Linked DNA regions of Pan troglodytes: all the other regions are linked to region 1. Evidence: chromatin contacts called from public Hi-C and HiChIP or PLAC-seq data. All regions are on one chromosome and are shown on one strand. Each heading gives the region's core, a stretch centred on a gene start, on an enhancer-like site or on the middle of the called end of the contact. The rest is flanking DNA. Distances are from core to core; before and after follow the strand shown. Region 1 holds the start of PDGFB (platelet derived growth factor subunit B). Region 2 holds the start of ATF4 (activating transcription factor 4). Region 3 holds the start of CBX6 (chromobox 6).

Evidence for each region. Hi-C and Micro-C count contacts between places; a contact is called where the count stands out from the background. HiChIP or PLAC-seq counts read pairs in DNA pulled down with a chosen protein or histone mark.
Region 2: a contact with region 1 is called in a Hi-C map of stem cell-derived neural progenitor cells, with 3 times the contacts expected there. The contact joins the promoter of ATF4 here to the promoter of PDGFB in region 1. A contact is called at or near these places in 1 of 7 Hi-C or Micro-C datasets (stem cell-derived neural progenitor cells) and 1 of 1 datasets of contacts at active chromatin or transcription factors (stem cell-derived excitatory neurons).
Region 3: an H3K4me3 HiChIP or PLAC-seq map of stem cell-derived excitatory neurons shows a contact between it and region 1, with 3 times the contacts expected there. The contact joins the promoter of CBX6 here to the promoter of PDGFB in region 1. A contact is called at or near these places in 1 of 7 Hi-C or Micro-C datasets (induced pluripotent stem cells) and 1 of 1 datasets of contacts at active chromatin or transcription factors (stem cell-derived excitatory neurons).

Annotation. Positions count from the first base shown.
Region 1 is chr23:41,239,141-41,243,245 of NHGRI_mPanTro3-v2.0_pri, forward strand. It overlaps PDGFB (platelet derived growth factor subunit B), which reads right to left and starts at 2,387. Exons shown (of 9, transcript XR_008541827.2): 1 at 2,208-2,387. It overlaps LOC129138512 (a long non-coding RNA gene), which reads left to right and starts at 3,247. Exons shown (of 2, transcript XR_008541829.1): 1 at 3,247-3,333.
Region 2 is chr23:41,516,997-41,520,853 of NHGRI_mPanTro3-v2.0_pri, forward strand. It overlaps ATF4 (activating transcription factor 4), which reads left to right and starts at 1,697. Exons shown (of 3, transcript NM_001252517.2): 1 at 1,697-1,886; 2 at 2,489-2,806; 3 at 2,908-3,821. The coding sequence starts at 2,581. The coding sequence ends at 3,737.
Region 3 is chr23:40,873,383-40,877,581 of NHGRI_mPanTro3-v2.0_pri, forward strand. CBX6 (chromobox 6) reads right to left here and starts at 2,871. Exons shown (of 5, transcript XM_016939189.4): 1 at 1,824-2,871; 2 at 1,604-1,647; 3 at 1,394-1,459; 4 at 1,182-1,248. The coding sequence starts at 1,892.

The sequences.
Region 1 (4,105 bases), core at 1,137-3,636:
CAGCTGTCAGCGGCCTCCCCGGGGCACGCTGGGATCAGCCAAGAGAATGCAACAGCCAGGGGTGGGAGCCCCCTCCGCGGTTGCACACGCCAGGTCCCTCCAGTCTTGCAGGTTCAAATGAAGGCTTATGTGAAGGGGGAATCGCTCTGGACAGCTCAGTGCCCCTCAGAGTCACATCACCACCATTTTCCACCACGCGGAGGTGGTTGAAAAAAAGTCACAGATGGGTAAGGTTTGAGGGGCGTCGGGCTGACAAGGCAAAAAAAAGTAGGTGCTGTGGTGCTGATGGGAGGTTCTCCCTCCCTCACAGGACGCCAGGAAGGAAATGGGGCCGCTACAGAGGTGGTGAGGTGCCAGGGCCCACGGAGGGCCCACCTGTTGCGCGGGGGCGAGCACCAGGCGCTGGGTGCACGGGGGCCCGTGCGTGCCTGTGTACGTGCGTGGGTGTGCGCGCACGTGTGCTCAGGCCGCGCGTGCAGGGGCTGTGCGTGCGTTTGTGTGCGGTGCGCGCGCGTGTGTCCCGCGAGTGCACGGGCGTGGCAGCGGCGGGCGCGCGACCTGGCCGCGGTAGTGCGTGCCCGTCGCTCTGCGCGCCCGCCCGCCGGAGCGCAGCATCGCCTCCGGCCAGGAGTGTGCATGCGTGGGGTGAGTGAGCGAGTCGGGGGCCCGGGCGGGGTGGGCTGCGGAGAGCAGCCACGGGGCGCCGCCGTTCCCAGGACGCCCTGGCACCGGGCCCAGCCCCCAGGTCCCACGGCGAGGCGAGGCGGCAGCTGGGGCCGGCCGGCCACCCCCTCCCCAACAGCTGGCCGCGGCCCGGGGGGCTGCGGGAGAGGCGGAGAGGGGGCGTCGGGAGGGGCCTGAAGGCGGCCCGGCCGAGCCCCGCGTCCTCCCTCCCGGGTGCGGGCCGCGGGGGGCGGCCGCGGAAGGGCGGGGCCCCCGGGCGGGCGGCCTGCGGCCCTCGAGGAGCCCCGAGAACAAAAGGAGACGGCGACGGCTCCTCCGTGGTCAAAACAACCTGCGCTGGCGGCAGCCCAAGGCCGGGCCGCGGCCTCCGAGCCCTCCGCCTTAACCCCTTCGCCGCCGCTGCCTCCTTCCTGCGCCTGGCTGGAGGCCGCAGGGGCCGACCCTCCCCGGGAGCCGGCGAGGTACGGGCGAGGTGCGGACTCCCGGCCGCAGCCGGGCGGAGGTGGGACGGTACCCAGTCACGCCGCGCTCCCGGCTGCCCTCTCCTCCCCTCCACCGCGCGCGTCGTCCCGCCCCGCCCCCTTTCCCACCTGGATTCCGGGTAGACTTGCCAACTCACGGCTACGTGAGGCTGGGAGGGGTGGGGACGGCTCCGACCCCAGCGCTCCCTCAGATGTTTTTATACCCCATCTCCCGTGCAGCTAGGCTTTTGCAGGCGGCGCGCTCCGCACCCTGCATGCGGGGGAGAGAGGTGCTTCCTCCTGCAGGGCGCGGGCACAGGTACGGCAAGGCCTCAGGCACACAGCGCCCCGGGGGCTGGATTCCTTCAGAGCCCCTAGTCCTCCCCCTACCCGAGTGCCCGAAACCTACCTGCGTCTCTATCTCTCTCTCCCTCTCTCCGTCTCTCTCTCTCTCTCTCCCTGTTACTCCCACCCCAAACCCCGCGCCCGAGACACAAGCTGCTTCCAGACCGTGCTCTGGGGCCGGGCATGCCCTGCGCGTGCCGGAGGGCGTCCACCCGGACCCCGACCGGGAGCCAGGGTGGGACCCGAGCCCCGTCAAAGGTCGGCGTGGATGGCACCGGTGCGCAAGCTTGCACCTCCTGGGCAAGCCGATGGCAGGACAGAGCCTAAGCCGAGGCTGGCGCCGAAGTGGGCTCGGGAGGACGCGCTGCCTTCTGCACCCTGGGCACCACCCCACCCCCTCTCTCCCGGCCGGAAAGGGGCTTGTTCTCGGGTTCCCAAAGGGTGGGGGACAGGGCCACACACACCCTCCCCCGACACGGAACGGCTTAGGGAGCCAGATTCGCCCGCCGGTTGGAAAGAAAGCCACCGCTGTTGCCTTCCCTTAGAGCCTGTCACCCCCGGACCTCGCTCCCAGCCCGAAGAGGTCACCCAGCGCCCGGCGTCAGGCTCGCGGGCTGCAAGGGTCCAAAGTTCACTGCAGGGAGAGGAGGGGGCGGTCAGAAGGTGGGGGCGAAGGTAATGAATGAAGAACCAGCCCCAGCCGCCGTGGCAACTCACCTCGGCGCTGACCAGACGCAGGTAGCAGCAGAGAGACAGGAAGAGCGCCCAGCAGCGATTCATGCCGACTCCGGGCCCGGCCCCGCGGGGCCCCGGACGCGTAGATCGAGCGCGCCGCCCCCGCGGCCAGGGTGGGGGGCTGGGGAGGGGGGTGGGCTCGGCTCGGGTCCGCGGCGATCAGGCGCTCAGGCCTCTGCAGCCGCGGCTCACCCGCATGGCCCCCGGGCGCCGCCGCCCCCGGCCCCGGCTCCGTCGCTGGGGGGCAGGGGAGGACCTGGGCGCAGGACCTGGGTCCGAGGCCGCTACCTGGGCGGATCCCGAGCCCGAGTGAGCATCCACGGCCCGGGGGCTGCGTTGCGAACCAGCCGAGGCGTCTAGCCGTGTGGGGGCGCCCAGGGGACTCCAACCTCCAAGAGGAAAAGGAACACGGCAGTCGATGGTTCGTCTTCACTCGCCGGCTAAAGGCGTTTTCCTCTGCCCGCCGGCTTAGCTTTTTTGCAACATTTTCTGGAAAGGCCCCCAAAATCGGAAAGCGCGGAGCTGGGCACCTCAAGGCCCAAGTCTCCCCCAAAAAACTTTTTCCAAAGTTGGCTTTGCAACGGCAGCTCGAGCACCCGGGCAGGGAGAGGTGCAAACTCCCGCCCGGGCCGGGTGGGGGGGCGGGAGCGTGTGCGCCCTGGCGCGGGGCCCGGGCGGCGGGCACGGCTGCTCCGCGCGCGCGGCGTGCCCGCTGCGCGCTCGGCTGGGCCCGGCCGACAGGTGGACGCGGCGCGAGTCCGTCGGTCCGTCTGCCCGCCCGCTCGCCGCTCTGGGCGTCCTCTGCGGGCTGCGGGCTGCGAGCTGCGAGCTGCGAGCTGCGGCTGCTCCGGTTTTCTCTTTGCAGCGAGGCTGGAGGGTGGGCTTTTTTTTTTTTTCCTTTTTGCGCGCGTATGTATGTGTGTGCGCGCAAAGTATCTCTATCTAGGGAATGAAAAATGGGCGCTGGCGGCCGGAGGGGAGCCCTAGGGAGGCAGCGGGGGAGGCTGCGGGTGCGCAGGGAGGCAGGCGGGCCGCTCCCGGCTGCAGGAGAAGTTGCCACCCTTTCAGCTGTTCCGGCCTTTATAAAGGAGAAGGGAGAGTGCGAGAGGTGGGTGGAGACAGCCTTTCCTCTTCTGGCCCGGAGTCAGCGCCAGGAGGGGGGGGGGCGCGGGAGCTGGGGGAGGGCTTGGGGCCAGGGCGGGGCGCTTAGGGGGTCTCTGAGAGCCGAGCAACCCTTCAGTCCATGAATCTGGCCCTGGGGAAAAAAGAACTAGGGGTGACCCACCGTCCCGCCCCTCAGCACAGTGACCATGGACAGGTTAGGAGCCCACGTGGTCTAGGGGGATGTCTCCAGAGCCAAGGCCAGGAGTCCACGCTCCCTTCCAGGACCAGACATTTCCACCCTGGCACAGGCATGGCAGGGAGGGACTCAGGCTCTGCAGTCTGAGAGCCTGAATTCAGATCCTGCCCTGGCACTCGGGAGCTTGGGTCACCTTGGGCAAGTCACTTCCCTCTGTCCCCTCCATCTAGCCTCAACCTGGAGATGGGGCTATTGTAAGGACTCAGTGTTAGCAAGGGAAGACACCGCAAGGTGAACCCACAGAACCCGGCAGCCAGCGCCCTTCAGCTGCAAGCTGGGTCCGAGTCTCCTCCTCCTAGCTGGTTGCCTGGCACAACAGGCCCTGCCAGCGTTGGCTGAATTTGAATTTGTTGAACTGCAAAGTCACACAAACCCCCACAGCCCTGCAGCATCTTCGCAGGGCTACCAACATGATCTTCCCGTCAGTCACCCTGCTGTTTACTATCTCCCTCAGCCCCCGGGTTCGAGGCCCAGAGCCCACCCACCCACAACCAGCCTTCACACAGTTAACGCCTTCCAC
Region 2 (3,857 bases), core at 447-2,946, 280 kb after region 1:
TGTACCAGGCAGGCACTGTGCTAAGTGCTTTACATGTATGATCTCACTTCATGAGGCAAGGATACTCATCAGTAGTCTCATTTTACAAATGAGGAAACTGAGGCTCAGAGAGTATAAGTCATTTAGCCAAAATGTCCCAGCCAGGATTCTTTTGGATGCGCTCCCCAAAATCTGTCTTCTAACTCCTACCCCATACTCCCTCCACTGGGAGCCTTGTGACTTTGAGCAAGAAGCTTCATCCCATTGGGCCACGGTTTACCATTGGAAAGGATTTGTGGGCGAGGTTGAATGAGCGCAGCAGATGGCCTGTGGTTATTTAGAGCAGTGCTTCCCTGGTGGTTTGATATCACAGCGCTCATACTTGTGTGGCCCAGTGAAATGGAGGCGGAAACTCAAAGTTTCCACCTTCACAGGGCCTGACTGGAAGGGGCTGAAAGATGATGGGGAGGTTTCTTGTATTCTTAAAACAGACTACCCCTTCCCAACGCACAACCCCCAGTAAGTGGCCGTGGGTTCCCAAGCGCCTCTCCTCCCTGGGCCATGGGCGTGACTGCTGAAAAGCGGGTTAGGCCGGGGAGTTCAGAATCCGGAGTGAATCCGAACTACCCCAGGGAGACGGCAGCGAAGAAAATCTTGTTCTTAGGAGAACGCAATCTTCGGACACCAGAAGTTCCTCTATGATGCTATTCTGTGGCAGCCTTGCACTTGAGCCGGATGAAAATTGTAAAAACCCAGGTTGGGCGACAGGACGGCGCGTCTTCCCGGCTCCTTTCCAGAGTTTAGGAGGAGCCATGCAGACTCAGCCGGCCTTTGGGGGTAGGTGGACAGGCCCGGCGCGCCCTCTCGAGGCCCCTTCAACCTCCCGGGGGCAGCAGCGCCGTGTCGGCTATGAATGGGGCCTCTGGAAAACTCAGGCTTGGAACAGGTAACCCCCCGGTTTCCGCAGGCCACAAATCACCACCCGCAACCGAAGGACGCGCAGGCTGGGAGCGGCGGCGGGGCCACCAGTGCGGACCTCCACTGAGGGCGGCGGGATCCGACCGCAGGGGCTGGTCCCTGAGGCCACTAAGGGGTGCGCTGGGCTAAGGCCGCCTGGGGGCAGGAGCCAGCGCGATCGTGGCGGGCCAGCAGGCGAGGCTGGCTGAGGACTAGCAGAGACCTAGCAGAGACCCGAGACCCCTACCCTTCCCACGCGGACCCCGGGATCCCTCTCCCAGCAGCCGCCCATCTAGGGCCCTGAGCCAATAAGAGCTCGAGGTATATATGATTCACCGGGCCTGGGCCAATCACCTTGACGCGCGCTCTTCGCCAGCACCTCGCGCGATAACCTGGCGTCCTCGCCCTTCACAATAAAAACTCTTCGCCGGAAAACGACCTTTCCCCGCCCACTGCGCTGACACCGGAAGCGAGGCGTGTCTGGGAGATCACTCCGCGCTCCGGCGGCGAAGGAAAGAACGGACTCTGATCATAGAAGCCTAGTAAAGTAGTACGCCTCTCTCCTTTCGTGAGGCCATAAGAACAAACTCCTTTTCTCGTCACAGCTACGCCCTGGGCATAAACGGTTGGGGCGTCAAAGGGAGGGAGGGAAGGGAGCGGGCGGGAGGAGACGGTCACGTGGTCGCGGCGGAAGGATGCGTCTGTGCTGCGTCCCCATAGAGACGAAATCTATAAAGGGCCGGCGGGCGGCCACTGCAGCCATTTCTACTTTGCCCGCCCACAGATGTAGTTTTCCCTGCACGTGTGCGTTTTCCCTCCTCCCCGCCCTCAGGGTCCACGGCCACCATGGCGTATTAGGGGCAGCAGTGCCTGCGGCAGCATTGGCCTTTGCAGCGGCGGCAGCAGCACCAGGCTCTGCAGCGGCAACCCCCAGCGGCTTAAGCCATGGCGTGAGTACCGGGGCGGGTCGTCCAGCTGTGCTCCTGGGGCCGACGCGGGTTTTGGATTGGTGGGGTGCGGCCTGGGGCCAGGGCGGTGCCGCCAAGGGGGAAGCGATTTAACGAGCGCCCGGGACGCGTGGTCTTTGCTTGGGTGTCCCCGAGACGCTCGCGTGCCTGGGATCGGGAAAGCGCAGTCGGGTGCCCGGACTGCTTCCCCAGGGGCCCTACAGCCCTCGGACCCCGAGCCCCGCAAGGGTCCCAGGGGTCTTGGCTGTTGCCCCGCGAAACGTGGCAGGAACCAAGATGGCGGCGGCAGGGCGGCGGCGCGGGCGTGAGTCAAGGGCGGGCGGTGGGCGGGGCGCGGCCGCCCTGGCCGCATTTGGACGTGGGGACGGAGCGCCTTCCTCTTGGCGGCCGGTGGAAGAATTGCCTGGTCTCCGTGAGCGTCCATTTTGTGGAACCTGAGTTGCAAGCAGGGAGGGGCAGATACAACTGCCCTGTTCCCGATTCTCTAGATGGCCGATCTAGAGAAGTCCCGCCTCATAAGTGGAAGGATGAAATTCTCAGAACAGCTAACCTCTAATGGGAGTTGGCTTCTGATTCTCATTCAGGCTTCTCACGGCATTCAGCAGCAGCGTTGCTGTAACCGACAAAGACACCTTCGAATTAAGCACATTCCTCGATTCCAGCAAAGCACCACAACATGACCGAAATGAGCTTCCTGAGCAGCGAGGTGTTGGTGGGGGACTTGATGTCCCCCTTCGACCAGTCGGGTTTGGGGGCTGAAGAAAGCCTAGGTCTCTTAGATGATTACCTGGAGGTGGCCAAGCACTTCAAACCTCATGGGTTCTCCAGCGACAAGGCTAAGGCGGGCTCCTCCGAATGGCTGGCTGTGGATGGGTTGGTCAGTCCCTCCAACAACAGCAAGGGTGAGTGGGCCACCACCACATCGTCCGGGTGGGATCTAGGGTTAGGGGCCTCCTACCTTTGTATCTGACTCACTTGGCCCCATCACTCAAATGTTTTGCAGAGGATGCCTTCTCCGGGACAGATTGGATGTTGGAGAAAATGGATTTGAAGGAGTTCGACTTGGATGCCCTGTTGGGTATAGATGACCTGGAAACCATGCCAGATGACCTTCTGACCACGTTGGATGACACTTGTGATCTCTTTGCCCCCCTAGTCCAGGAGACTAATAAGGAGCCCCCCCAGACGGTGAACCCAATTGGCCATCTCCCAGAAAGTTTAACAAAACCCGACCAGGTTGCCCCCTTCACCTTCTTGCAACCTCTTCCCCTTTCCTCAGGGGTCCTGTCCTCCACTCCAGATCATTCCTTTAGTTTAGAGCTGGGCAGTGAAGTGGATATCACTGAAGGAGATAGGAAGCCAGACTACACTGGTTACGTTGCCATGATCCCTCAGTGCATAAAGGAGGAAGACACCCCTTCAGATAATGATAGTGGCATCTGTATGAGCCCAGAGTCCTATCTGGGGTCTCCTCAGCACAGCCCCTCTACCAGGGGCTCTCCAAATAGGAGCCTCCCATCTCCAGGTGTTCTCTGTGGGTCTGCCCGCCCCAAACCTTACGATCCTCCTGGAGAGAAGATGGTAGCAGCAAAAGTAAAGGGTGAGAAACTGGATAAGAAGCTGAAAAAAATGGAGCAAAACAAAACAGCAGCCACTAGGTACCGCCAGAAGAAGAGGGCGGAGCAGGAGGCTCTTACTGGTGAGTGCAAAGAGCTGGAAAAGAAGAACGAGGCTCTAAAAGAGAGGGCGGATTCCCTGGCCAAGGAGATCCAGTACCTGAAAGATTTGATAGAAGAGGTCCGCAAGGCAAGGGGGAAGAAAAGGGTCCCCTAGTTGAGGATAGTCAGGAGCATCAATGTGCTTGTACATAGAGTGCTGTAGCTGTGTGTTCCAATAAATTATTTTGTAGGGAAAGTACTTGCGCGTGTGAATTCCTTTCCTGGCAAAGTAACC
Region 3 (4,199 bases), core at 1,621-4,120, 370 kb before region 1:
CAGCCCTGTATTAGGCCCACAGCCAGCTCAGGAACCAAAAGAACTACCAAGAAAAAAAGGCGTTCTGTGTATCAATGCTCATGGTCATACTCGCTTCGCCGCTAGAGGGTGCCCCGGCTGCACTGAGAGGCTGTCACACAGCCCACCAGCCTTCCAGCTGCTCCGCCCATCCCTCCCCAAGAGAAGCATCAGGGTTAAGGTTACTCCCTGGATCCCCTAGGATGTGCGTCGCTTGAGGGTGGGGGTTATAAAAATATGAAATTCTGGAAACCAACATTTCTTTCACTTCTGCTTCTCTTCTCCGAAAAACAGTCCTCCCACAAAGTCACCGGCTGTCGGGTGGGAGGGGGCCCTGAGGCATCCGTAGCACTACAGGAAGACAGGGGGCCCACTGAGTCCCACCTGCAGCCGTGCCTGCCACCTAGGGCCATCTTGCCCTTCCTTTCCCAGACTCTGTTTTTCCTTGTCAAAATAAAATAAAAACCCAAATCCTCCAAGATGGCTTCCTCTGGAAGTTCTTCCCTCCCTAGCAGAGGCTAATATGCTATGCTCTCACTCCCACATCCCCATCCCCCAGAAATGGACGGGAGTGGGGGGAAACTGAGGCTCAGAGCCCTAAAGTTAGTGGCCCAGCCTGGGTGATAAATTCAAAGTGAAATGATTTGAGGTCAAATTCAAGTTGGATCCCCAAGAAAGGAGGGGAGCCATGAAGAACAAATCCTGAAAGACGGAACGGGGGAAGCTGGGGGCAGGGAGGCAGGTGGTCCCCCAAATCCTCTCCTTGTGCCCTGCCAGGAGGTGGGACCCCACTCACTCTACCCCTGGGTTCCAACTCCCAGCACAGTCATAACAGCTCAAACAAATGCCCCCTTCCCATGGGCATCCCCCACCTGCCTCAGCCACCCCCTTTCCTGGAGCCCTAAAGGCATCCCCAGCCCCTAGTTTCAACAGGGAGGATTATCCCCAGTCCCAGGACCCTCTTGTTGAAGCTGATGCTGGCTAAGGCTTGCCATCAGGGGCTTCTGGGGGGGGGCTCACAACCACCCCCTGCCCAGCTGGGGCCCCTCTGAAAAGGCCCGCCCGCTTGGGCGGCCGCGTATCTGTCCCTCCCTTCCAGGCCCCGTGCTGTGCCGGGGCTGGGGGCCCGAGAGGGGGATGCTGCTGGGGCTGGGCCAGGTTACCTTCAGGAGGAAAGTTTTGGGTTTGGGTCCCCTCTTCTTGGGCCCATACAGCTCACGCTCCCTCTCCCTGCGGCCGAAAAACACCAGAGGTTAAAAAGAGCCCCTTCCCGGGCCCCACTCCGCGCTGCCCTTCCCGGCTCTCCCGCTTCCCCGCGCGGCGCCCCAGCCAAGCCTCGGCCTCGCAGCCCCTGCCAGCTTCCCCAACAACTCACTTTTGCTCGAAGGCTGCAATGAGCCGCGAGTCCAGGATGTTCTCCTCGGGCTCCCAAGTGCTGTACCTGCCGAGTCACAAACGCACAAAATCAGGATGAAGACCAGAGAGGGACAGGCACGCGGCGAGAGCAAGAGCGCGCACCCCCACCCCAGGCCCCGGTGCCCGCTGCCTCCCCTCCCGCGACGCCCCCGGACCCCGCGACACTCACTTGATCGCCCACCCCTTCCATTTCACCAGGTACTCGATGCGTCCCTGAAAAACAGAGGGGAGAAAAACGGGAGTGGGGGTGGGGAGGATGCGGGGACGCGAGGAGGCGGCGGCGCGGGGCTGGGCGAGGGAGCCGGGCTAGCGGGACCGCTTCGCCCCGAGGGCCCCCGGCCCCGGCCCCGGCTGCGGACAGCGGCGGCCCGCCCCGGGCGGCGGCTCACCTTTCGGATCCGCCGTTTGATGATGGATTCGGCCGCGAAGACCCGCTCGCCCACTGCAGACAGCTCCATCTTGCTCAGCGGCACCCACAGCCCATAATACTCCCTGCGCCCGCGGCCGGTGCGGCACCGCTCGCGCACGCGCCGCAGCGCCCAGGCCCCGGCGGGCGGGAGCGCGGCGGGGCGCGCGCTCGCGTTCCAGCTGCGGGCCGTCACGTGATCCTCGCGTCTGGCGCGCGGTTACCACGACCTCCCCCTCCCCCGGGGCGGTTGCTAGGGAAAGTCGGCGCTCGCGGGGCGGGGGCGCGCGCTGGCTCTTAAAGGGGCCGCGCGGGCGGAGGGAGCAATTGCCGGCCGACCCGATGGGTGCCCGGCTTGTGGGCACGCTGCGGCCTTACGCTTATCACCCCCCGTCACATCTTGCCGGCGCCCGATCGCTGACACCCTCTCCTTGCCTCTTAATCCCCACGCGAGTCTCGCCAGGCCCCGGGCGGAGAAGGGCTGTGGAGCCCGAGTCTCGCCGCCACCGCGCATCTCCCGCAGCAGCCTGCAAACAGTTAAATATGATGCAGCAGAAATGCAGTTGCTGTTGCCTTGCCAGGCCTTGCGGGAATTTCTTTAAAACATCGCCCCCCACCCATTATTTATGTATTCGTGGGAGTGTGGTTTTGTAACCAGTTCAGAAGAGTTAAAACAAAAACGCCACCGCAGGAAGGGGGTGTGCGGCGAATGGGGCCGAGGAAGGCCGGAGTGACCGTGGGCATCTGTCTGCGGCCGGGGTCTCGGGCGGCACCTGTCCTCGCCCAGGAGACCGGGGAGGACTCGGCGGGGCCGGTGTGGCAGTGGGGGAGGGAGAGCGACCGCGGGCAGGAACGGGCTCCCCGCACCCCGCCTTGGGCCCACAGCGGGTCATCATCTGGTCATTCGGCAGAAACCGCCTTCGCGGTCATATCTGTGTTTTCCGATTCCCAGCACCCCTCCCGGCCCCCCGACCTGGCCGCGTCCCTCTCCCCGCCCGCAGCTGCGCGAAGCTTCCGCCATTGCTCTGGGGAGCCCAGATCCCAGCTTCCCACTTGAGGAGGGGCGGGGGATCGAGCTGGGGCTGTCCAGGAACGGACACACAAAAAATAGCCCTGCCGCGCAAAACGCTCCACTTTTTAAATGTTGAAATTACTTGAACTTTATTTCCCATTATGTTAGTAGTCTTGTTCTTTGTAAAACAATTTTAAAAATACAGATAAAACAACTGTCCATAACCCCCATAAAACCATTGTTAACATCTTCACCAATCTTCCAGCCTCTGCTCTATGCGTACATAAACTCACGTACACCTATGTATGTATGTATATACATACACATTGTCTGTAGATTTAATTTTTTAACAAAATGGGATCACGCTATTCACACTGTTCTGGAATCTGCTTTTCTCCCTTAATGCTATAAAGTGGACATCTTTCAGTGTCATTAAATACAGATTTCACCATCCTTCCGGTGACCACCTTGGGGCTGAGATGGGGTGGGGAGGAAGGGGGATTGTGAAGAGTCAGGGTTGTGTCTTGCGAACATCAATGGCTCATTAGGAAATATTTTTACGTTTCTGTGCTACAATGCCAATTCTTGGGTTTCAAATCCACCATAGCAAAATGTTAGTCTTTTTCTCCCAGCAGATTTGTCCAATTATTACCTTGAGAGAAATCCCTCTCCTCACTTAAATTCAGTATGTTCCAGGGAAACAGCTATTTGCTGGCCAGCCCAAGGTGAGCTGCTGTGGTAAAAATAGAAATGTCCTCCTGGGAGACGTGGGTGGTGGTGGGTGAGCAGGTGAGAGGAGTGGGTATGACAGTGTGTGTGTGTTCAGGCTGACGGAGACAGGTGGGGGATGAAGCAGGTGAGTCCACTTGTTGATTCATTCAGCAGTGTTTGTGAGCCCTTGTGAAGCACCAGGCTTTGTGTGAAACCATCAGGAAACAAAGGTGCCCCAGGCTGAGGAGCTGTCAGTGGGGTGAGAAAGGCACCTGTCACACAGTGTGACTAATGCTAGAATAAAGGTGTAGGAGTTTCGTGTTGCTGCTCTCACAAATTAACACAAGCTCAGTGGCTTAAAATGACTCAAATTTGTTATCTGATGACTCTGGAGGCGGGAAGTCCCAAATCAGTGTTACTGGGCCCAAGTGAAGGTATCCTCAGGGCTGGTCCCTTTTTGGAGGGTCAAGGAGAGTATCTGTTCCGTGCCTCATCCAGCTTCCAAATGTTGCTGGCATTTCTTGGCTCATGGCTTCATCACTCAAATCTCTGTTTCCACGATCCCTTTGCTCACTTCCTGCTTCTTTCTTTCTTTTGTTTTTGTTTTTGAGATGGAGTCTTGCTCAGTCACCCAGG